Linked DNA regions of Mus musculus: all the other regions are linked to region 1. The links are chromatin contacts, called in public Hi-C and promoter capture Hi-C maps. All regions are on one chromosome and are shown on one strand. Each heading gives the region's core, a stretch centred on a gene start, on an enhancer-like site or on the middle of the called end of the contact. The rest is flanking DNA. Distances are from core to core; before and after follow the strand shown. Region 1 holds the start of Fubp1 (far upstream element (FUSE) binding protein 1). Region 2 holds the start of Srsf11 (serine and arginine-rich splicing factor 11). Region 3 holds the start of Rpf1 (ribosome production factor 1 homolog). Region 4 holds the start of 2410004B18Rik (RIKEN cDNA 2410004B18 gene). Region 5 holds the start of Gng5 (guanine nucleotide binding protein (G protein), gamma 5). Region 6 holds the start of Sh3glb1 (SH3-domain GRB2-like B1 (endophilin)). Region 7 holds the start of Ankrd13c (ankyrin repeat domain 13c).

The links. Promoter capture Hi-C pulls out the DNA fragments that hold promoters and counts their contacts. Hi-C and Micro-C count contacts between places; a contact is called where the count stands out from the background.
Region 2: a promoter capture Hi-C map of pre-B cells shows a contact between it and region 1. The contact joins the promoter of Srsf11 here to the promoter of Fubp1 in region 1. A contact is called at or near these places in 4 of 39 promoter capture datasets (the C10 cell line, cranial neural crest and pre-B cells) and 5 of 484 Hi-C or Micro-C datasets (B cells, CD4 T cells, CD8 T cells and 2 more).
Region 3: a contact with region 1 is called in a promoter capture Hi-C map of pre-B cells, with 2.8 times the contacts expected there. The contact joins the promoter of Rpf1 here to the promoter of Fubp1 in region 1.
Region 4: a contact with region 1 is called in a promoter capture Hi-C map of the HPC-7 cell line. The contact joins the promoter of 2410004B18Rik here to the promoter of Fubp1 in region 1. A contact is called at or near these places in 3 of 39 promoter capture datasets (the HPC-7 cell line, cranial neural crest and pre-B cells) and 1 of 484 Hi-C or Micro-C datasets (CD4 T cells).
Region 5: a promoter capture Hi-C map of pre-B cells shows a contact between it and region 1. The contact joins the promoter of Gng5 here to the promoter of Fubp1 in region 1. A contact is called at or near these places in 3 of 39 promoter capture datasets (cranial neural crest, pre-B cells and second pharyngeal arch cranial neural crest) and 6 of 484 Hi-C or Micro-C datasets (CD4 T cells, CD8 T cells, the G1E-ER4 cell line and 2 more).
Region 6: a contact with region 1 is called in a Hi-C map of B cells, with 5 read pairs. The contact joins the promoter of Sh3glb1 here to the promoter of Fubp1 in region 1. A contact is called at or near these places in 1 of 39 promoter capture datasets (pre-B cells) and 2 of 484 Hi-C or Micro-C datasets (B cells and CD8 T cells).
Region 7: a contact with region 1 is called in a promoter capture Hi-C map of pre-B cells. The contact joins the promoter of Ankrd13c here to the promoter of Fubp1 in region 1. A contact is called at or near these places in 3 of 39 promoter capture datasets (the C10 cell line, cranial neural crest and pre-B cells) and 1 of 9 other capture datasets (liver).

Annotation. Positions count from the first base shown.
Region 1 is chr3:152,209,072-152,211,990 of GRCm38.p6, reverse strand. It overlaps Fubp1 (far upstream element (FUSE) binding protein 1), which reads right to left and starts at 1,569. Exons shown (of 20, transcript NM_057172.4): 1 at 1,291-1,569. The coding sequence starts at 1,398. It also overlaps a transcript of Dnajb4 not described here.
Region 2 is chr3:158,034,942-158,037,982 of GRCm38.p6, reverse strand. Srsf11 (serine and arginine-rich splicing factor 11) reads left to right here and starts at 1,377. Exons shown (of 13, transcript NM_001379531.1): 1 at 1,377-1,467. The coding sequence starts at 1,378. Lrrc40 (leucine rich repeat containing 40) reads right to left here and starts at 1,301. Exons shown (of 15, transcript NM_024194.6): 1 at 1,107-1,301. The coding sequence starts at 1,257.
Region 3 is chr3:146,520,113-146,522,837 of GRCm38.p6, reverse strand. Rpf1 (ribosome production factor 1 homolog) reads left to right here and starts at 1,415. Exons shown (of 9, transcript NM_027371.3): 1 at 1,415-1,669. The coding sequence starts at 1,442.
Region 4 is chr3:145,936,715-145,939,550 of GRCm38.p6, reverse strand. 2410004B18Rik (RIKEN cDNA 2410004B18 gene) reads right to left here and starts at 1,537. Exons shown (of 3, transcript NM_025555.5): 1 at 1,223-1,537; 2 at 455-653. The coding sequence starts at 1,492.
Region 5 is chr3:146,498,535-146,501,237 of GRCm38.p6, reverse strand. It overlaps Gng5 (guanine nucleotide binding protein (G protein), gamma 5), which reads right to left and starts at 1,402. Exons shown (of 3, transcript NM_010318.2): 1 at 1,218-1,402. The coding sequence starts at 1,298. It overlaps Spata1 (spermatogenesis associated 1), which reads left to right and starts at 1,445. Exons shown (of 15, transcript NM_001316756.2): 1 at 1,445-1,583.
Region 6 is chr3:144,719,049-144,721,814 of GRCm38.p6, reverse strand. It overlaps Sh3glb1 (SH3-domain GRB2-like B1 (endophilin)), which reads left to right and starts at 1,480. Exons shown (of 9, transcript NM_019464.3): 1 at 1,480-1,833. The coding sequence starts at 1,762.
Region 7 is chr3:157,945,703-157,948,402 of GRCm38.p6, reverse strand. Ankrd13c (ankyrin repeat domain 13c) reads right to left here and starts at 1,403. Exons shown (of 13, transcript NM_001013806.2): 1 at 447-1,403. The coding sequence starts at 876.

The DNA.
Region 1 (2,919 bases), core at 320-2,819:
AGGAAGCCTTAAACCTCAGGCCTGCCTAGGCTTTCGGTAGAGGCCCTGCATCAAAAAGTTTCCTCAGATGCCCAGGCAGACACACTTGTCCCTGAGCCTAACAACTTACACCTGACCAAAGGGTCCTACATGGAAGGAGAATCAACTCCCACAAGTTGTCCTCTGACTTCTATGTACACCAACCACATTGCTCATGGAATCCCTCTGTATGAATAAATATATTTTTTCAGTATCTATGCACTAGATAAGTGTGCTTGCTGTATTATGGTAGACTTGATAAACCTTGATTGAGTCGGTAATCTTTCGGTCCTGAAGGAAGTTTCCAGTATAGTCAAAGCTGGCTTTAAAAACCTGCTCATGTCTAGCAACTACAACAGAGCCATAAGGGTTTATTTTACCTTACAGGCAAATTCCATAACATACTTTTTTTTTTGAGACAGGTCCCTCTTGGCCGTTTTGACTGGCCTCAAACTCAAGAGACCTGCCAGGCTCTGTCTCTCGAGTGCTGGGACTAAAGTCGAGCACCACCCCACCCGGCAAGGCAACATTATACATTTTTAAGCTACAAAGAAGTCGGGGGCGGGGGCTACTTGAAGACATTGACGTTCAGGTTATTGGGGGGGGGGTGTCAAATGCAAGGACTCTTATCTATCCAACCCTTTTCATCTGGGAAAATGGTTGCCATTCGAGGCAACAGTACGTCCCTACGTAGCACAAAGAGGTTGGAGGCTTCGACTTGGGAAGAGAGAGGCAGATTCAAACTCAAGGCTGGGGAAGAAAGGGCCCGGGGCCATTTGGAGCTGGGGAAAGGATTGGTGGATCGCACGCAGATCCCGCCCCGGGGAGAGCCTCGCTGGTGAACGCCGCGGGGAACGTTAGGCTAATTACGGCGAGGGTGGAGAGCTCGGCGGCGCGGGAAGCGGCGGGGACCGCTAGCCAGGCAGCCGGCCCTCCCTGGCTTGCCCTCGCCGTGACCTGAGCGCCCAGAACCTTCCACGCGCCTGGGTCGGGCGGAACCGGAGCCGAGGGAGCCGGGGCAGGCAGGGCGCACGGGGCGGCGAGGCCGCGCGCGCGGGGCGGAAGTGGAGGCCACGCTCGGGGAGAGCGCGTGGGAGGGGGGGGCGCTTCAGACCACGACAACGGGCTCGGCCTCGAGCCGCTGGGACCCCTCGTGAGAAGACGCCATCTCCTCGGGCGGCAGCCGCGAGTGCGAGCAGGGCCGGACCTGCCCCGCCGGCGGCTCTCGGGGGTCGGGGAGGGGAAGCCGCCGCGCGGTCGGTCCACGCTTACCTGCCGCGCTCTCTGCAGGGCATCTTTGAAAGCGTCGTTAACGACTCCGCCGCCGCCGCCGCCAGCCGAGCCAGACGACGGCGGAGGCACTGTGGAGTAGTCGGCCATACCCACGCTACAGCACACGCTGCCGTTTCCTCGCGGAGGGAGGCGCCGCTCTCGGTTAACTGCTAAGAAAGGAAGAAGATGGCGGCCGTCGAGGCTCTATCACATTCTTGCACGACCATCGTGCCGTAAAGGGGCGGAGACTGGCAGACGGAAATCCCGCGATGTTTCAGCGCTGACGCGCGATTGGCGGGGGGTGAAGAGGGGGTGGAGGGTACAGAGAAGGGACGCCGGGCGAAGAATATCGCGAGACTTGACCGGGCTCCCACGAGAGTAGGGTCTCTCTGGGCGCCTCCTCGCAGCGCGAGTGCGGGCCATTGTTCCCTCGCCTCGGCGGCTGAGGCAGTGGCGCCCGGGAAGTGTGCCGCCCGCGCTTGTAGGGGACTTGGAAAGGCCGTCGCGGATCAGGGAGCTAGCTAGTGTCCTTCCGTGTTTCCGTAGTAAGGGGCCTGACGTCGTCGGGCGGGGACGTCACGCAACAGTGTCGCGCGGCCGCACAGCCCGAGGGCCGCGCGCACGGGGCGTGCGGGGCGTCCGCGGCGACGCTGCGGAACCGTCTGCGGCCCGGCGGCGGGAGCCCACCATGCTCCGGGGCGCCGAGCTGCCTCTGCCCATGTCTCCACCCGGGCCGGTCACAAGCGGGGAGGAACTCAGACCACCGGGCCCTTAGTTCTCGAGCCGATTGCCTACTGAGTCTCTTATGTAAAATAGTGTGGGCGAGCGGATGGTGAAAGTATGACCGCCCTTTGTCCTTTAAAAACGTGAGTGTTGCACATCCAGTATGTAGACACCTAGCGTTGCGTGTCTTTGGCCAGTCTTACCATGTGCCCCTTATGTCACGAACGTGTCATGCTCCTGACACAAACCGGCTTTACTGCGTTTTCCCCACCCCCCCCCCCGCGCCCCTGCGGGTAGTCAGATCAATGTCATGGTCTGAATTTTCATTTCTGGACTAGTTGGCTTTGCAGGCAGTTTCTAATATTTGTCATATATGCCAATAACCACGTTTCTCCAGACCATTCCTGAGCGTGTCTTAGCCATGCTAGCCTAATGCTGGCAATTACTACGGTGAATGAGGGTTCTTGGGCCTTTATTCTGTTTATACTTAGTATGCCACAATGATCCCTGCTCTCAGTTTAGCTAAGAAAAAGGCAAAATGGACTGTCTAATGTATGACGTTTCCCCCCTCTCAGTCTAAGAAGCATTTTTCTTAACACCAATCTTAGAATGAGAGAAATATGTTCCCTTGGCTTTCCGATAGCCGGAAACTATGTGTCCAGTACCCACTATCAGTTACTAAGTCAGGTGCTGGCAGATACAAACAGCATGATTTTCTTAAAACCAGCTCTGTCTTAGCCATTTGATAGCTCAGTTTGACCTGTTTAACCTGTTCATGGATGTCTAGGAATGTCCGTGGATTTAGAAAAACAGTAAAGGTATTGGGCTACAGATTTAATCATAGCAATATGTAGGAAAACTAGCTAATGAGAGTATTTCAGTCGCGTTTTAAGGAAGTTTGCCCAG
Region 2 (3,041 bases), core at 128-2,627, 5.8 Mb before region 1:
GTCCATTATGCTCTGCCCATAACATTCAGCTTTTTTCCTAGACCTACATTCCAGAGCCTTCCACATTCTAGCCATATAAAATAGTTCAAATATCCTAGGAACCATGTAGTCAGATTTATCCACTTTCTGGGTACCAATTTCTATTCTACTCTTCTTTCCAGACGCTGTGGTAAAATACCATAACAAAGAACCTTAGAGAAAAAGTTTATTTTAGCTCATAATTTCATTTGCAGGCCATCAGTCAAGATGGCAGGAACTTGGAACAGCTACTCACAACACAACTACAATCAAGAGCAGAGGGAGAAATGAATTAAGGCACGCACACTTTTTTATACGACTCAACCTTTGGATTCAAGACCCAACTTAGGGAATGGCACAACCCACAGTGGGCTAGATCTTCCTACATCAATTATCAATCAAGACAGGTCTTCATAGACGTTCTTCATAGAGAACATGATCTAAATAATCCCTCATTGATTGTGTCAACTTGACACAAGTAATCATCACATTCAGTAAGCATACACATAATGTCTTTACTTAGTCAACCTTACAGATACATAAGTACATTATTAGAAGTGGAAGATTTTAATCAATGCAAGTAGAAAAAAATATTACAGAAAGAATGCTTCACTTCTCAATCCTCTCTTTGTCTCTGTCCTCTCCTACCAAACACATACACTACAAAGGTATTTATTTATACTTAGTAATATGTAGATTTGTGCTTGTTGATCATTCATAGGTTTCTCAGGATGTTCTCAAATTCATATACTCCGCAGCATTTACTCTGAATTAGTACTTAGGATAAGGAGTATGTTTGTCATTGGGATTTTCCTCAAGTGGAAGAAAAAAAAAGGCTAGGCTTGAAAGAAAATTATTCTAAGCTCACAGAGGGGAGCTGGTAAAACGAAAATAAGAGGAAGGCGAATCAAATACCTGCCTATCCTCTATCTCACAGCGAATTTACTCCCAAACTACGATGTTTATCCCGTATTCTGTGGACATCTCAGTGAACACTTCGAGTAAGTCAAGGCCAGTCTTAGCAGGGCCACGGAGCAGGCGCGGGTGGGTGCACAGGGGACCAAGAGGATGTTCGCGCGCTGCCTCACCTTCCCCGAGGTTCCTTCCCGCCAAGTTGAGTTGGCCGCTGCTTCTCGCTGCCTTCAGCAGGCCCTGGGGAACAGAGGGGCCTCTGTCCTTGCCCTCCGCGTGGAATCCCGCACGAGGGTCAAACCTAGGGGCTCTCAGCTGGCGCGACATATTCAAAAGCTCACACCGGAAGCCCCGACCACGGCTGTGACGTTTCAAGGTGCCATGGCTGGATAACCCCGCCCCTTCCGCCTCACAGTAATCCGGGCCTTGCCCTAGCTGCGCGCGCTGATGTCGTCACCGCCAGCTCCCGGGACCGCAGGACCGACGAGCCCTTCCGTTGCCCTCACCAACCTCGCCCTCAGGAGAAACTTCTTTCGGGTAAGTGCGTCTAACGGGCTGAGAGGTCCTCGTGGGGGGAACATGGGCTCCCTAGACAGCGCGGTCGGGCATGGCTGCGCTACCCAACGTCGCATCAGAACGTGGCGGCGTCGAAACCTGAGGCGCGGCCTGTGGCCCTGGGCGCCAGGCCTGGGGATCGCTGAGTTCAGTGCGGTGATCGAATTGATCCCGGAGAACAGGATGGCGAGTGACACGAAGCTTGGCCCTTAAGCTTAAGTACCCACCTGACAGCTAAAAGCTGTGGTGAAGGGCTCGGACTTCGAATCCTGCTCGCTTACAGACTAACTTATGCAGTTGGTCCCACGCTTACGAAGCTCATTTTTCACTGATTTACCGATAATCCAGTCTTAAGAAGTTTTAAAAATAACTTCGGATAATGAAAATGTAAATACTGACCTGGCATGGTGGCGCACGTCTTTAATCACAGCACTAGATTAGGCAGAGTCAAATGGATCTCTTGAATTGGAGGTCAGCCAGGTCTACACAGCGAGTCCAGGACAGCCAGAGCAACAGAGAAACAGTCTCAAAAAAGAAAAAAGGAAAAAAAAAAGAAGAAGAAAGAAAGAAAGCAAAGAAAATTTAAATGCGTAGTTTTGTTGTAAATACAAAAAAGAAAATTTTATTTAATAAGTAGCGATTTCCTGCTTAGTTTTTCCTGGAGTTTACAAAGTATTGATATATTTTCCCAAACGAAGAAGTAGCCCTCAACTATCCAGGGCTGGGGATATAATTCCCTAACGTGGGCAGGGCCGTGAATCCTGTGTCCAGCGCAGACCAAATTCTTTGACTGAAATTGATTTTCTATTACATTCCTCTTTAAGTTTAGTGTTTCTTTTTGCACACGTGAATAGGGTTTCACGTGCCCTGGTGCCTCAGGAGGTTAGAGAACAACTTGAGGGAGTGGGTTTTTTTTTCCACCAACCTGCAGAGCCATCTCACCAGTATGAAATGGTTATGAGTCTGGGGGATGTTTAGAGATTCACTAGAATGCAGCGCCCAGCCACCTCAGTCGGGTTTATAAAGGCAAAGAATGCAAAATTACAATGTGTTTATGTTCAAGCAGAACAAATTTATTTACAGGAACATCAGTTAAAAATATATATCCTTAGCAGTCCTTAACATAGGAGGTCTAATTTTGCCTAACTACAGAGATTTTTAACTTTTAAACATAGTTAGCCATCAACATGTCAGCCATCACAGAAATGAGTTTTTAAATTAATTTGTTTTCTGTGTATTTATGTTTGTGTTTTTTTGCTCTAAGAAAATATCAGATCCTTTGCAACTGTGGTTATGCAATGATTGTGAGCCGCCTGCCATGTGGGTGCCTGGATCAAACTTTGGTGCTCTGAAAAAACCTTAAGTGCTTCTAAACACTGAGCCATCTTTCCAGCCCCGATTTTCTCCCCTTCTTTTAAATGTAAAGAACATATGCAGGGAGAAGGCTGCATAACTCTTTTGTCATCCTAATGAGAAAAACAGTATTAGTTGAAAAGTAGATTTGGTGTGGTCTGACCATACTGTATCACATGCAGTTTCTTCACCCAAATGTATTT
Region 3 (2,725 bases), core at 166-2,665, 5.7 Mb after region 1:
AAGTGTCTTGGTTTACGAGTTTTTGTTCTATGACTATAAAAAAGGCTTTAGGAACCTGCTTCTACCTTGGAAAAGGGAATTTTGGGATGCCTGAACCTATGTTTCCAGGCCACTCATATTTGGCTCCAGAATAAACTGTCTCATTTTTCTCTAAGGTGAGAGCTGTGCGAATACTACCTTTGTTCAATTCATTAACATTTCTCACTCCACCCATCTTCCCTTAGTTTCTTCTTAAATAATAATAAATAACTTTTAAGAATTATTTAATGTAGCCGGGCGTGGTGGCGCACGCCTTTAATCCCAGCACTCGGGAGGCAGAGGCAGGCGGATTTCTGAGTCCGAGGCCAGCCTGGTCTACAAAGTGAGTGCCAGGACAGCCAGAGCTACACAGAGAAACCCTGTCTTGAAAAACCAAAAAAAAAAAAAAAAAAAAAAAAAAAAGAATTATTTAATGTATATGAATACATTGTAGCTGTCTTCAGATACACCAGAAGAAAGCATCAGATCCCATTACAGATGGTTGTGAGCCACCATGTGGATGCTGGGAATTAAGCTCAGGATCTCTGGAAGATCAGTCAGTACTCTTAATCACTGAGCCATCTTCCCAGTCCCCTTAAATAATTATTATGAGTATTGTTTTTTATGTGTAAATCAAGGAGACTGTAAATTCAGCTTTATGACAACCACTCACTTAGCATCTACAAAGCCTGAGTCAGGGCCGTAGCGCCTTAAAAATAAAGCAAAATGCCTGATCATTTTCTCCCTCAAAATCCACCAAGAGGACTACATCTTACACAAAACACAGCGTCTTTACAAAACCCTCACAGAATCTATTCAACTTCAAGCCTCTTCTTCTCTCCTAAATTTTCGTCTGACTTCTGGTGTCTGTGGTGTTTGAGTGGTAGACTAGTTTGCTGCTGCTAAGGGGCCTCGCAGCTGGCCGTTTCCATTGTCTGGTAGGCGTTATCAGTTTATCTCAGATGAAAGGATTTTCCTGCATTGCTGCATAAGCATTAAGTCTGAGACCAGTGAGAACGTTGGAAGTGTGATGCTTCTTTGCTCTCTTTTTAATCTTGTTCTGTTTAGAAATTGTTCTATTAGAAATAATGTACAGTCGGGAACGAACTCTGAATTTTGACACTTTCTTTCTTTCTTGGGGGGAGGGGAGTTCGAGACAGGGTTTCTCTGTGTAGCCCTGGCTGTCCTGGATCTCAGGCTGTAGACCAGGCTGGCCTCGAACTCAGAAATCCGCCCGTCTCTGCCTCCCTAGTGCTGGGATTAAAGGCGTGCGCCACCACCAGCGTCCAGCCTTGGCACTTTCTTACATAGCTAATCCATAAAGCAAAGCGCTAGTTCCGGAACTTGGCGGCCCCGGAAGTAAAACCGTATGACCCGGGTCAAAGACAGAGAGCACTTCCGTTTCCGTACAGCCGTAAACAACATGGCGAAGGCCGGCGAGAAAAGTGTTGGTGGCGGCAAGCGAGGCTTGAAGAGGAAAGCTGCCGCTGAAGAGCCTCAAGAGGCTGCGGCCGCGAGCGATGGGACGGCGGAGAGCGGGGTGCAGCCCGCGAAAGCGGCCGCCTTCCCCCCGGGCTTCAGTATCTCGGAGATTAAGAACAAGCAGCGGCGACACTTGATGTTCACGCGGTGGAAACAGCAGCAGCGGAAGGTACGCGCGCGGGGTTGGCGGGGCACGAGCGCAGGGGCGGGGCCGGGAGCGCGCGGGGCTGGGGGGGGGGCGACGTGCGCGCGCGGGGTTGAAGGGGCGGGGCCGGGGGCGCGCGGGGTTGAAGGGGCGGGGCCGGAGGCGCGCCCCCAGCCCCTCGCTTGGCTACGGGGTCCCCAGCGTCAGCCTTTTGCCGGATGAGCTTGGCGTAGGGGAATCCGGCCCTTGCCTGCTCCGTGGGTTGCACTCTCTGGGAAGCCGAGGGATTTGGAACCGACGATCCAGCCTCTGGCCGGAGATGGCAGAGGGTCCGCCCCCTGCCTTTGCGCATCCCGCCTGCCTAGCGTTGGTGGTAAACTCCAGGTCCTAAACGTGGCCCCAGACTCTTTCAAGGAACCATTGGTGAAGTTTCAGCACTGTGAAGTGTCTGTCATAGCTGTGTTTGCTCTCTTCCGCCTTGTGCTCGCACTGAAAACTAGACAGACTTGTAAGTAAGCCTTGCCCAGGATCATGAGGCTCATTTGTGTCTAAATTACAATTTTAAAAATTCCCTATTACAGCATACACAGCAACTAACACATGATTTTATATTTGTGTTCTCTTACTGGAGGACCTTGGCTGGATCTTTTCGTAAGTGCTAGGTCGCTACTGGAGTTCTTTTTATTTATTTATTTATTTTTTAAAGATTTATTTATATGAGTGCACTGTAGCTGTCTTCAGACACACCAGAAGAGGGCATCAGATCCCATTACAGATGTTTGTGAGCCACCATGTGGTTGCTGGGAATGAACTGAGGACTTGTGGAAGAACAGTCAGTTGTGGAGGTTTTTTGGTTTTTGTTTTTTTGTTTTTTTCAAGACAGGGTTTCTCTGTGTAGCCCTGGCTGTCCTGGAACTCACTTTGTAGACCAGACCTCGAACTCAGAAATCTGCCTGCCTTTGCCTCCCAAGTGCTGGGATTAAAGGCGTGCGTCACCACCGCCGGGCTTGATTTGCAATTTTGAGGGAGGAATGTCCTAAAAGCCTTTTTTTTTTGGACTGAAGATCAGTAGGCACTACA
Region 4 (2,836 bases), core at 288-2,787, 6.3 Mb after region 1:
CTGAAGCACTGCTGTCTCAACAGAAGCGAAGCCTTCAGTGGGTCACAAATGCAGGACAAGGACCCGCGAGCGAGTTCACACCCGCCGCTCTAATAAGGCATCATACCCAGAGACCTCTGAGACTACTTTCAGGCAGAATCCTTACAAACGGAGCGGAAACGTGGGTTGCTGGCACACACCTTCAGTCCTAGCACTGAGATACTGAGGCACAGACAGGCTGGGCTGGCCTCACTCAAGAGACTGGTCTACATAATGAGTTCCGAGAACATTCAGGTTACATAGACCTTGTCTCCCCCCAAAACAAAACAAAAAACCCGAACGATCGAAAGACCGTTAGCATCCAAAGACAATTTCTGGGCAAGCCTTCCAACTCACTAGGCTGTAAACCTTGTCCGGAAGGATTTTCTTCTTTCTGAGTGCTGAAATCTTAAACAACAACACTCCTCTCTCTTACCTGATTCCACTGTCTCCTCCCCTTCAGGCAGAAGCCTGGCTTTCTTGGCGTTCTGTGGGGCATCGTCTCCATTGTCTTCATAGATATTCGACCATTTGATCGCCATGTCCAGCTCTGGCGGCGGCGGCTTCTTCTCAGTAGTGTAGGTCTCTGGGGGCGGCACGCAGTTGGACTTCCAGATCTTGAACTCCTTTGGAGGCTGTCGAGTAAGCACATTAAGAAACCCTGTGACGAACCGAGGTTCCCGCGATGGATACGAGCGCATGCACCTCCCTGCTCATCATTCTGGCTGACTTTCCTCTTTCTTTCTTTTTTAAAATCCTTTAGGCTTAAAAGACACTTTTTTTTTTCCATCAACATCACAACACTGTTAGGTGAAAAAGTCAAAGGGTTCCCTGGATAAATAAAGCTAATAACTTTTAGTTACCAAAGGAGGATGCAGTCCCAGATACTACGGCCAGGCTGACCCCTTCAGGAGGCTGCAGCAGAGACGCTGTCTTGGAGGCAGCAGCGCAGGCACTTCGGCGTCAAAGGGAAGGGGTCTCGGGGAGAAGCTGCAGCGGGGGGCGGGGAGTCACCACCGTTAGTCGTCGCCCGGCTGGGACCCCCGAGCGCGGAGGGGCGGGCCCGGGCTGACACCCCCCGGGCTCCCGGGGCCGTGGGGACGCGCGGCGCGGCGCGGGCTGAGTGCGAGCCGGGGGTGGGCGAGCGGGCGGAGGGGCAAGCGGGCGTCGGGCCCCGGGGCGGCCGCGGGGCCGGGGATCTCACCTCCTCCGGCGCTTTCACCACATGCCGCTCCCAGTCGATCTGCTTGTTGAGCGGGTTGTAGAGGAAGGCCGGGCGGGTCACGCTGCGGAACAGCTCGTCCGGGCCGGGCAGCCGCTTCTCCGCCTGCTTCCCGCGGCCGCCCGTCGTCGGAGCCGAGGCCGCCTCCTTGCGACCCGCGTCTTCCGGCTCGCTGTTCTCATCCGACGAGTCGGAGCTGCTGCTCCCGTAAGCCGCGAAGTAGCTCAACGGGTCCTTCTCTTCGGCTGCCATGACGGCCGCGGGTTCCCACCCTCTCTCGGCCGGAAGCCGGAAGCCGGAAGCCACGGCTGATCCCGCCCCCCAGGCTGGCGAGTTATCCATTTGCGCCCCCTAGCGGCGGAGCCGCGCTCCTACTCATGGGCGGAGATTGGAAGGATGCTGGAGGCGGGGATTCCACAGCCCTCAAGCAAGTTATTTATTTGTTTTTTCTTAAGGATCTCTGGGAAAAAGCAGCGGGAGCCTTAGGATACCCGGAGGGAAATCAGTGGCCACAGTCACACTCTGGGCTTGTAATTTAAAGCAGAGAAAAACCAAACATGCATACCTATAATCCTAGGCAAATTTGAGGGCCAGCGAGGTGCATGTAAGTCCTTTCTTAACAGCTAATACAGTGCAGGAGACGTTGTCTACCAAACAGTAAGAACAAGCAAGCAGGGGGTGGGGGCGCACACTTCTAACCCCAGCACTTGAGAAGATGAGACCGGAGTATTGCCACAAACTAGAGGTCAATGGTGAAATTTTACAGCCCCCCACCCCAAGTTGGTACCATTGTAAATATTTAGATCCCAGTTAAAAATGCCTGGTCAGAGGTGACATAGTCATTAATAACTTGCCATTTGGTCTGATTCTTATCTGCTAAATTCTACAGAAAAATACGAAGTCTGGTAATGGAACGGGCTAGACTGCCTTGTTCAGGTTTATATTCCTAGTATTTATTTTGGTGACCGTCCCTGGAGTACATCAAGGAATATTGCTGGGTTGTAATTTCTGAGATAATAGGTCTGAGTGTTTCTAGAAAAACTTCCTTCCGTCCAAGTACCTAGACTTGACAGAGATACAATTGTTCCCAAAGTACAAAGTCCTGGGTTACCCAAATCATCCTCAGATCTGACATCATTAGCAAATTCAGGGTCCCCTCACGCACCCTCCAGCCTGGTAATGTGACAAAATTGTAGAACCCGCTGAAAGCTGAGTAACCACGTGTATATAGCTACAGTTTACTGCAGCAAATATAGCATAAGTCCAACCAAGGGAAGATGGGCGAGGAGCGGTCCAGAGGAGTCCTCATTCAGAGCTTCCGGTTACCCTCCGGAAACATGAACCAAATCAGTGCAGCTCAGGAGGCAGAGCTCGCTGCCTGGTACTGGGTTCCAGTACCAGCACCCATATAAACTGGGCATGGTGGTGTGTATTTGTAATCTCAGCGCGTGGTGGAAATGGGGTGAATGTACAAGGCTCCGACACCCGTGGCCGTGCTTGTTTATATAATGAGTTTGGGGAAAAACCATAGGGAAGGTACATGGACAAGTGAAACCCCAGGATGTCCAGGAAACTTTAGAGTAGCATCAAGATGCT
Region 5 (2,703 bases), core at 153-2,652, 5.7 Mb after region 1:
AAGTGAGATGAGCCTTGCCATGGAAACTTCAAAAACCTGTTTGTCTGTGGTGGCTCGAGTCATCCCAGTGAGAAGCCTTCAGAAGAATTAGGACGCAAGGCAAGAGAAGCTAGGAGGTAGCCACAGAGCAGGTAGGGTTTTCAAAGAAAAGGAAGTCCTCCTCTGGGAGCTAGCTCACTGCTTTGGGCCACCAGGGTTAAGTACCGCCACTGTAATTACTACACGTACCTGTCTTTATTTCCTCCCCCAACCCACTATTTTTTTCCTTCCTGGCCTACTTTATGACAGTTATTATATATGAATGATGATGATCAATAGATCACTTCAAATTTCAGAGCTCTAATCTGGCCAAGACTAAGTCACTTGGATGAAAAGTGAGAATATGATTAGAGTCCAAACCAAGACTGATTGGGCGTCTCCCTACCCTCCTCCTATGGTTACCACAAGGAAGTTGAGCAGTCTCTGACATTTCTACTTGAGAAGAAAGCTAAATAGAAGCCTTCTCCAAAAGCACGTTAGAAATAAGGACTAGCCTGCTGAATATAAAATCAAATCACCTTGGAAACTGGCAGGGTCTAGCAAGGCGACTTATATTCTTGTTTCTTTTTATAATCACCGGGAAGTGTTTCACATGTAACCCGACCTATTACGTCAGAAAGAGGCCAAATCCGTTTAGGAGTTGAAAAAAATAAACCAAACGGTCCTTAGAGCCAAAGCGTCTGAATGCCTAGCTGTCTACCAACAAGGACAGCCTTTCCCTAAAAGTCAACAGCCCAAGACCCGACCCCCCAACCAGACCGCAAGCTCCCAGGCCAGCGGCCAGCGGTTTCTCGGGTAAACAGACACCCCAGCAAGGTCAGCCGAGCACGCCGCGGCGTCTGCTGCAAACACCTCTTTGTTCGAGGCTGGACCCCCACAAAGGTGGAGTCCGGAGACTCCCGGGACGATCCGCAAACAAAAGTTGCTCATCAGGCCGCCATCCGGAGCTACCCAGGCGGACTCGTGTGTGTTCAAAGGACGAGGGCTGGGAGTGAGCCTGGGTGAGACGTGCGAGACGGAAGTCGCTGGCGAGACCCGCCGGGGCCGCCGAGAGTCGGCGGGCGGCGGAAGGGCGGGCCCCCTCCTCGCCCTCGGCCCACAGCCCGGCCAGAGGAGCCGCGTGTCGGCTCGCGCTTCCCCCCAACCCCGGGGCCCACCGCCCGCCCACGCCCGCTCACCTTCACGCGGTTGAGCCCGGCCTCCAGCCGGAGCTGCTGGACCACCTTCTTCATGGCGGCGACGCTAGAAGAACCCGACATGGCGCTCGGGACAGCCGGGCCGACTCGTCAGTCCGGGCAGGGGGCGGCAGGTCGCGGGACGGCGGGGGCGGGGCTCCGAACTTCGTCGAAGTTTCCGGGGCTGTGCGCGCCGCGCATGCGCGCCGACGCCCCCTCCCCCTCCCCCCGGGACGGCCGCGGGCTCCCCCCGCGCGCGCGAGAGAGAGAGAAGGGGCGGAGCGGCCGGTGGGCGCGGTGGCGACGGGGGCGGTGCGGCCCGACGCCCGGCCGGCGCCTTCCGCCTCTGGAGGGGCTGGGTAGGGCGAGGTAAGAGGACGCCCCGGGGCGGACTCGGGAGCGCGGGGAGGGAGGTCCGCGACCGACGGCGGGGTGAGGGACGTGGCCGCGCTGCCTCGGGGCGTCCGTGACACGTCCCAAGTCCCGCCAGCTCAGCCCTGTGTGAGGCGCCCTCGGGTGAACCGGCGGCGCCGGCCGCAGCTCGCCCAGCCCGGGGCCCAGGGCGCCGTAACGGACCCGGGCCGCGGGACCCTGGACGGTCGGAGGCTGGCCTGTCGCCGAGAGGTGCGAGCCGCCCCGCACAGCTTCCTGTTAGCCCTGTCTTTCTGGAATCTGTCCCCCGTGCTTTTTTAAAAAATAAAGCGTTCGCGTTCGGGGATCGTTTGCTCTTTTGATGTCCCTGTAATTGCTGACTTCGTGCTTGTAACTGATGAACCCCAGAGGGGTTTTCAGAAGGACTCAAAAGTTTAGTAAGATTTAAATTAGTCCTGTTGAGACCTAACATCTCTAAACAGGAGGTTCGTCGTGAGTGCTGTTTCTTTGGGATACTGAGAAAAATGACATGGTTTGCTCTGGGCCAACACATCGCGTTACTGAGCAGTTAATATCAGTTTGGGGTTTTACCCAGTCCTTAACAGTGACCATCTAAGAAACTTGGGTTTGAATTTAGCCCTGGTGTGCTTGGGCAAGCCGTTTAAACTGCCGAAGTTAAAACGCTCCCTGGATTTCTTGGAAAAAAAAAATGAAACGAAATGAAATTATATGTGTAAAGAATACGAAAACTGAGGCTGGAAGATGGCAGTTAGAGGACTGGGGAACTGAGCCCTCGTGCAGAGGACCTAAGGTCACACTTCCCACCACCCACACTGGGCAACTCAAAAGCACCAAGTCCTGGGCTACTGTCACCCTCACTGGAGTCTGGGAACGTTTGCATTCACACACGTACATTAATTAATACATAATTTAAAAAGTGAACGAACAAACCATATTGTTTGAGACAGGGTCTCACTTTGTAGTTCTGGCTGGCCTGAAACTCCATGTAGACCAGGCTGGCCTCGAAACCCACAGCCTTCCAAGCATTGTGATTAAAGGCTTGTGCCTCCAAAATAAATTAATTAATGCAAAATGTAACACAAATATTTTACTTTGT
Region 6 (2,766 bases), core at 231-2,730, 7.5 Mb after region 1:
CTTCTTCGATAGCACAAGCTCTGTCTTGTCTAAGACAACAATACGTACTGTTAAAGACAAGACCTACCATTCTCTCACAAATGCTCTTAGTTTTTTTTAACAGAGCACATTGCATTTATTCGATCGAACTGCCATTGTGAGGACCTAAATGGCCCAGTTCTCACTAACGATGTGAAAATGAAAGTTTACGAGCTGGGGGTTATGGAATGCTTGTTTTAAAGGAGAAAGGGACACTGAGCTGGTGTGTACTTTTGCCTCTCCCCTTCATTTCCTTTCTAATGTGAGAACATATGTGTGATATCTAGAGGTTCCAGAGGCATCTTGAAACACCAAAATGAAAGTTACATGATAAGACCTGTAAAACAGGATCTATTGGACAGTGGTTTGGTCCCCAGGATAAAGGAAGTGGGGAGAAGAAAAAGGAGGGAGGAACAAGAAAGAAAAACAAAGACAGGAGGGTGATGGGTTTGAAGCGGTCTTTGGATACCTGAAGCCAGGCTAGGTCGCATGAGGCCTTTTCTCAGAAAACAGAAACTAAATTAGCTGAGTGTAGTGTGGGTGTCTGGGTGGGTGGGTGTGGGGGGAAGGGCTCATGCCTTTATCACACAGCTAAGAGTTGGAAGGTTGAGGCCCTGCCAGACAGTAGGTACTCAGGAGTGAAGGAATGTATAACCGGATAGGAACCTTGTCTTTCTTCTCCATTGTCTCTCTGAAATGCTCTTATATACCTTCCCAGGGGATGGGAGATACTTTCTAAATATGCCTCAGATGACCACCAGCCACCAAAGGGACTGAACCCTTCAGCACCTACTCAATGCCTCACACACAATAGGTCCTCAACAGTGAGTCAAAGTATAATAGGGTAGGGGACAATGAAGACAATCCCGTTCAGCAAAGATTGGCTAGGTGTCTACCCAAGCCATAGGTAGCCTTTGACCCCAGACCCAATACAGGAAATCCGGGCCAATGATTCTATAGTGTCAGTTCTGTTTCCTTTTAAGGAACGTTTTGTCCATGCTTTTCTAAGGAACTTTTGTCCGGGCGATTCTGTCACAGACACTCACTGAGATGCTGTGGGAGGGAATCAGGGTGAGAGCCCAGGAGGCTCTCGTTCTGGTAAGAACTTCCACTGATGCTCTGACACTGGCTTGGTGCTTAGTGAGCTGTCAGGAGAGCCTCAGCCGCGGCTCCACCCAGTGGTGAATCCTCGGCCACCCTGCAGGGGTCGCTGTTCCCATGAGAACCTCTGCAGCGGCTCCACCCAGTGGTGAATCCTCGGCCTCCCTGCAGGGGTCGCTGTTCCCATGAGAACCTCTGCAGCGGCTCCACCCAGTGGTGAATCCTCGGCCACCCTGCAGGGGTCGCTGTTCCCGCGAGGACACCCCCGCCCCCCACCCCACGCCATCGGTGAGGCCACGCCCCCCTCCCGGCCGGCTGTTTTCCGCCGCGGTTGCACAGTCGCCGGGCGGCGGGGCGGGGCGGGGCCTTCCTCCGGACGCGACCTCGGTCCCCGTGGCTCGCAGCTGCTCGGCGACGCGACAGGCCCAGCGTGTGAGCGGAGAGGCGCGCGCTCGCGGGCGCCCGCCCTCTTCCCTCCCCCGCCTCCCCGCCAGGAAACGACAGCTGCGCGGGGCTGGCGCCGCCTCCCGCCACCTACCACGTCCGCCCCGCCGTCGCCGTCGCCCGGCGCCCCAGCCCGGCCGCGGCGCTCCCCGCCTCCCCGCTAGCGCAGCCGGCGGCTCTGCCCGGCTGCCGCCCGGCATGAACATCATGGATTTCAACGTGAAGAAGCTGGCGGCCGACGCGGGCACCTTCCTCAGCCGGGCCGTGCAGGTACGGCGGCGGCGGTTGGGGCCGGGCGGGGTGGTGGCGCCGGGGAGGGCGAGCGGAGGGCGGGTCGGGGACGGCGTCGCCCTGGTACCCAGGCCTGCCGATGGGCGCGGCCTGGCGCCCCTGCCCCGCTGGCCGTTTCCGCCTCGCTCGCCCGGCCGCCGCCGCCCCGCGCCCCGGCAGGCGAGTCGGGACGCGGCCCAGGGCGGACACCTTGGGTTCACCCCGGGGCGGAGGCCTCGGTGCCCCAGCCGGCGAGGCAGGGCACGCCGAGCACCTTGGCGCCACCCCCACCCTCCGCTGCGCTCGCTCTCGCCCTCCGGGCCGCGTCCGACCGAGAAGGGAGTTTCCTTTTCCTGCCCCTCAACGCAGAGGAGCTGCCAGCTCAGTTCCCACCAGCCCTCGCTGCTGCCCCTTGGAAGGATTGTCCCAGAGCTTAGCAGCCCGTGGGGGAGATGGAGATTGCCTGTCCCTGTCGGTGTCCCAGCTTCACCAAGGACGCAGGACACCTAGGATTAGGGGTGCCCTGACGCGTTCCCCAGATGGGCTATATAGAGCAGGGGTGAGAGGAGGACGCGATTCACGTTGTTGTCACATTGGAGGGGACCGGGCACGCTTGGCTTCAGGCGCACTTGGAAGGGAAAAGTTCACTGCGTCTCCTTATTCTGTGATTAAGGAAGTGTCAGCAATAGGGAACTTGGGCAGATTTTTTACAGTCAACACCCACATTATGCAAACTCAGTTAAATCTCGGAGCAGATGTCAATTTCACAACGTGGCTTGTAAACAATCTGGTATTGAAGTTAGTGACATAGGGTAGCAGCAGCCCTCTGTTCCGGAAAGAGAAAACAAAAGTAATGTCCCATGTGCCAAAATCCCACCGAACTATAAATCTCACGTGTGCTGCTTTATTTCTTGATTCATTTCATTTTACTGG
Region 7 (2,700 bases), core at 154-2,653, 5.7 Mb before region 1:
AGTCTCTTCAATTGCTTTGGGAAATTAAATGCGGACACATTTCAGTATGGCTTTCAAAAACCAGTGTTTACAGCACGAGGTCAGTGACGGATAAAAACTCACATCTATCTGCGCGTACCTGGGCGGTGAAGACCGGCAAGAAGGGAGGGAGGGAAAAAGGAAACGTTCCCTAAAACCCAGAAGACCTGCCTGGATGTGAGATAGCCCGACCTTTTGGCACTCGCAAAGACTGCCGCAGAGAAAATGCAACCTGTCCCGAAATGCTCAGGTGGAAAAGAAGAAAACATCCTTGCTGCACCCTGACCCCTGGCACGCTCGCTGCACCTGAAAAGACTCGAGGTTTTCCGCCAGAGGAAAACACGGTGCGGGAGAAGGGACCGGGAACCCGGAGGCCAACGGTCACCCCCACCCCACCTCCGAGGGGACGGAAATTAGGCAAAGCTCACCATGATTATCTTTCTGTCCGATATTGTGCGTGCGGATGAGCGAGGACAGTCTCCTCACGTCCCCCTTAAAGACGCACTCGTGGACCGGGTAGAGCGAGGGGCAGCCGCCTCCGTCAGCGACTAAAGCGGGGTTGCTGCCGCCCAGGCAGGCCGGGGCAGGGCAGGTGGCAGTCACTGCGTTGTGCTGCGGCGGGGCCGGAACGCCGGGGCCCGGAACGGCGGGCGCCTTCAGCTGCAGCCGGTGGTGGTGGCTGAAGATCTTATGGCAGGCCTTGCCGCCCTTGCCGCTGCCGCCCGGTCCGCTTCTGCCCCCGGTGAAGGCGCCGCCGAGCGCGGCTGTCGCCTCCTCCTCGCAGGGCTCCAGCACGTCCCCGTCCTCTTTGCTGGGCTTGTGGTCCCTCCGCAGGGAGCGGATCTTCTCCCCGGTCATAGCCGCCGCGGCGCGCGGGACAGGCTCCGGGAGGCTCACCGCGGGCCGAGCCGGCGCGGCGGCGGCGCCGGGCGATTAGAGCGGCGGCCGCGAGCCTAGCACGCAGCATGAACTCCCGGGGCGACCGCGGGTCCGCGACACGCGCATCTCCCGGAGGCGGCGGCCCTCGTCTCGGACGAGGAAAGCCGCAGCTCAAGAGACCACGACCGCACGACGCCCGGCGCCGCCGCCGCCGCCTCCTCCTCACTCGGAAAGACCCGGCGCAGCCATCTTTCCCCGGCTCCTCTCGCGAGAGCTTCGGAGGAAACGCCGCCGCGGAGTGTTAGAGGGCCGCTTCTGCGCTTGGGTCAGGGTCCGGGCAGCGCCCGCGCTCCTCTCGCACAGGGTTCCACCCTGGGCCGGGCCCTGCGGCTGAATTCAGACCCAGACTCAGAGCTCTGACCTGGTGCTCTGGGCCTTCGTAAAGGAGGAGGTCAACGGCAGTTACGAACTCTAGCTTAAAGGCTGAAACCCTGTTTGTCAACCTCCCTCAGAACGACGTAGGAAGACACCACCGGATATCGGACGTGACGTCACTCAGCTGCGCTGGACCTTCAGTAAACACTCGCTAAGACTCTGCTGGGTTCCCTAACCTGTGCAAGGACTTGCTCAGGCTGGCAAGGCTGTAGGCGAGGAGAGATGGCCAGTTATCCTGGAGGAATCTAGGGCCTGACTTTGGAATTCAAAGGCTGTTTATTACACCGGGAATGGAGGATTTTTCAAACAGCTGTTAGTTGAGTGTATTTGGGACAAACGTCAGAGTTAAAGTATGTGGAGGATGCTTACTTGAGGAAATGGAGTAATTGTTTTTAAATAAGTGGGCAGTAACCCGGGTGAGAGATGATGAAAGCATGCTCTGGGATACAGTGAATCCGGAAAAAGCTTAAGACTCCTTTAAAAATGAGTTCAAATTTAGCATATTGAAGTTGGAGGTCCTTGGTGTTTTTACACAGAGTGCTAGTTATACAGTTTGGAATTTTGGACATAAATTCTTTGGAAGTAGGAAACGGATCTTAGATCAGATTCAGGAATTGCACAGTAACCCAGCGAAATAAAATGGTGTAGAACAAAAGTGCCATAAGACGTATAGAATGAATAGTCGAGGTAGTGAGTGGGAATCAAAGCACTGTGTGTGTGTGTGTGTGTGTGTGTGTGTGTGTGTGTGATGAAATTGTGAACATTTAGAAAACTAAACTGAACATGGTGGCTCACATCAATAAGTTCCAGCACTCCAGAAACTGAGGAAGGGCAAAAGGATTGATCACATGGATTCAAGGCTAGCCTGAGCTACAGAGTGAATGCTGTCCCAAAATTAGTAGATGGACCAGTGACATGACATGCCACTGAGCATTCAATCCCTGGGACCCACATGGTAAAAGAAAAGAACCCATTCCAACAAATTGTCCTCTGGTGCATACCCACACACACACACAAAATTAGTCTTAAAAAAAAAAAAAAAAAACAGTAAATAGTAGGTAGGCAGCCAAAATCATGTACCTAATTACTGGCTGCTACCTCTTGATGGATGTTAAAACTCCTAAGTGTTCTTTCAGTGAAATCAAACACCATGAACATTTTTTTTTAAGACAACCTATTGTGGTGGTATATGCTTACAATCCCAGCACTCGGGAAGTAGATACAGGAAGGTTGCCTCAAGTGACTGTTCTCAAAAAACAAACATCTCATCCCTTTAAACTTTGAGGTTTAAGGCTTATAGTATGTAATGGGTAGGGACATCAAAATATGAGTACTATTAAAGATATTTAGTACAAGAAAAATGTAAAT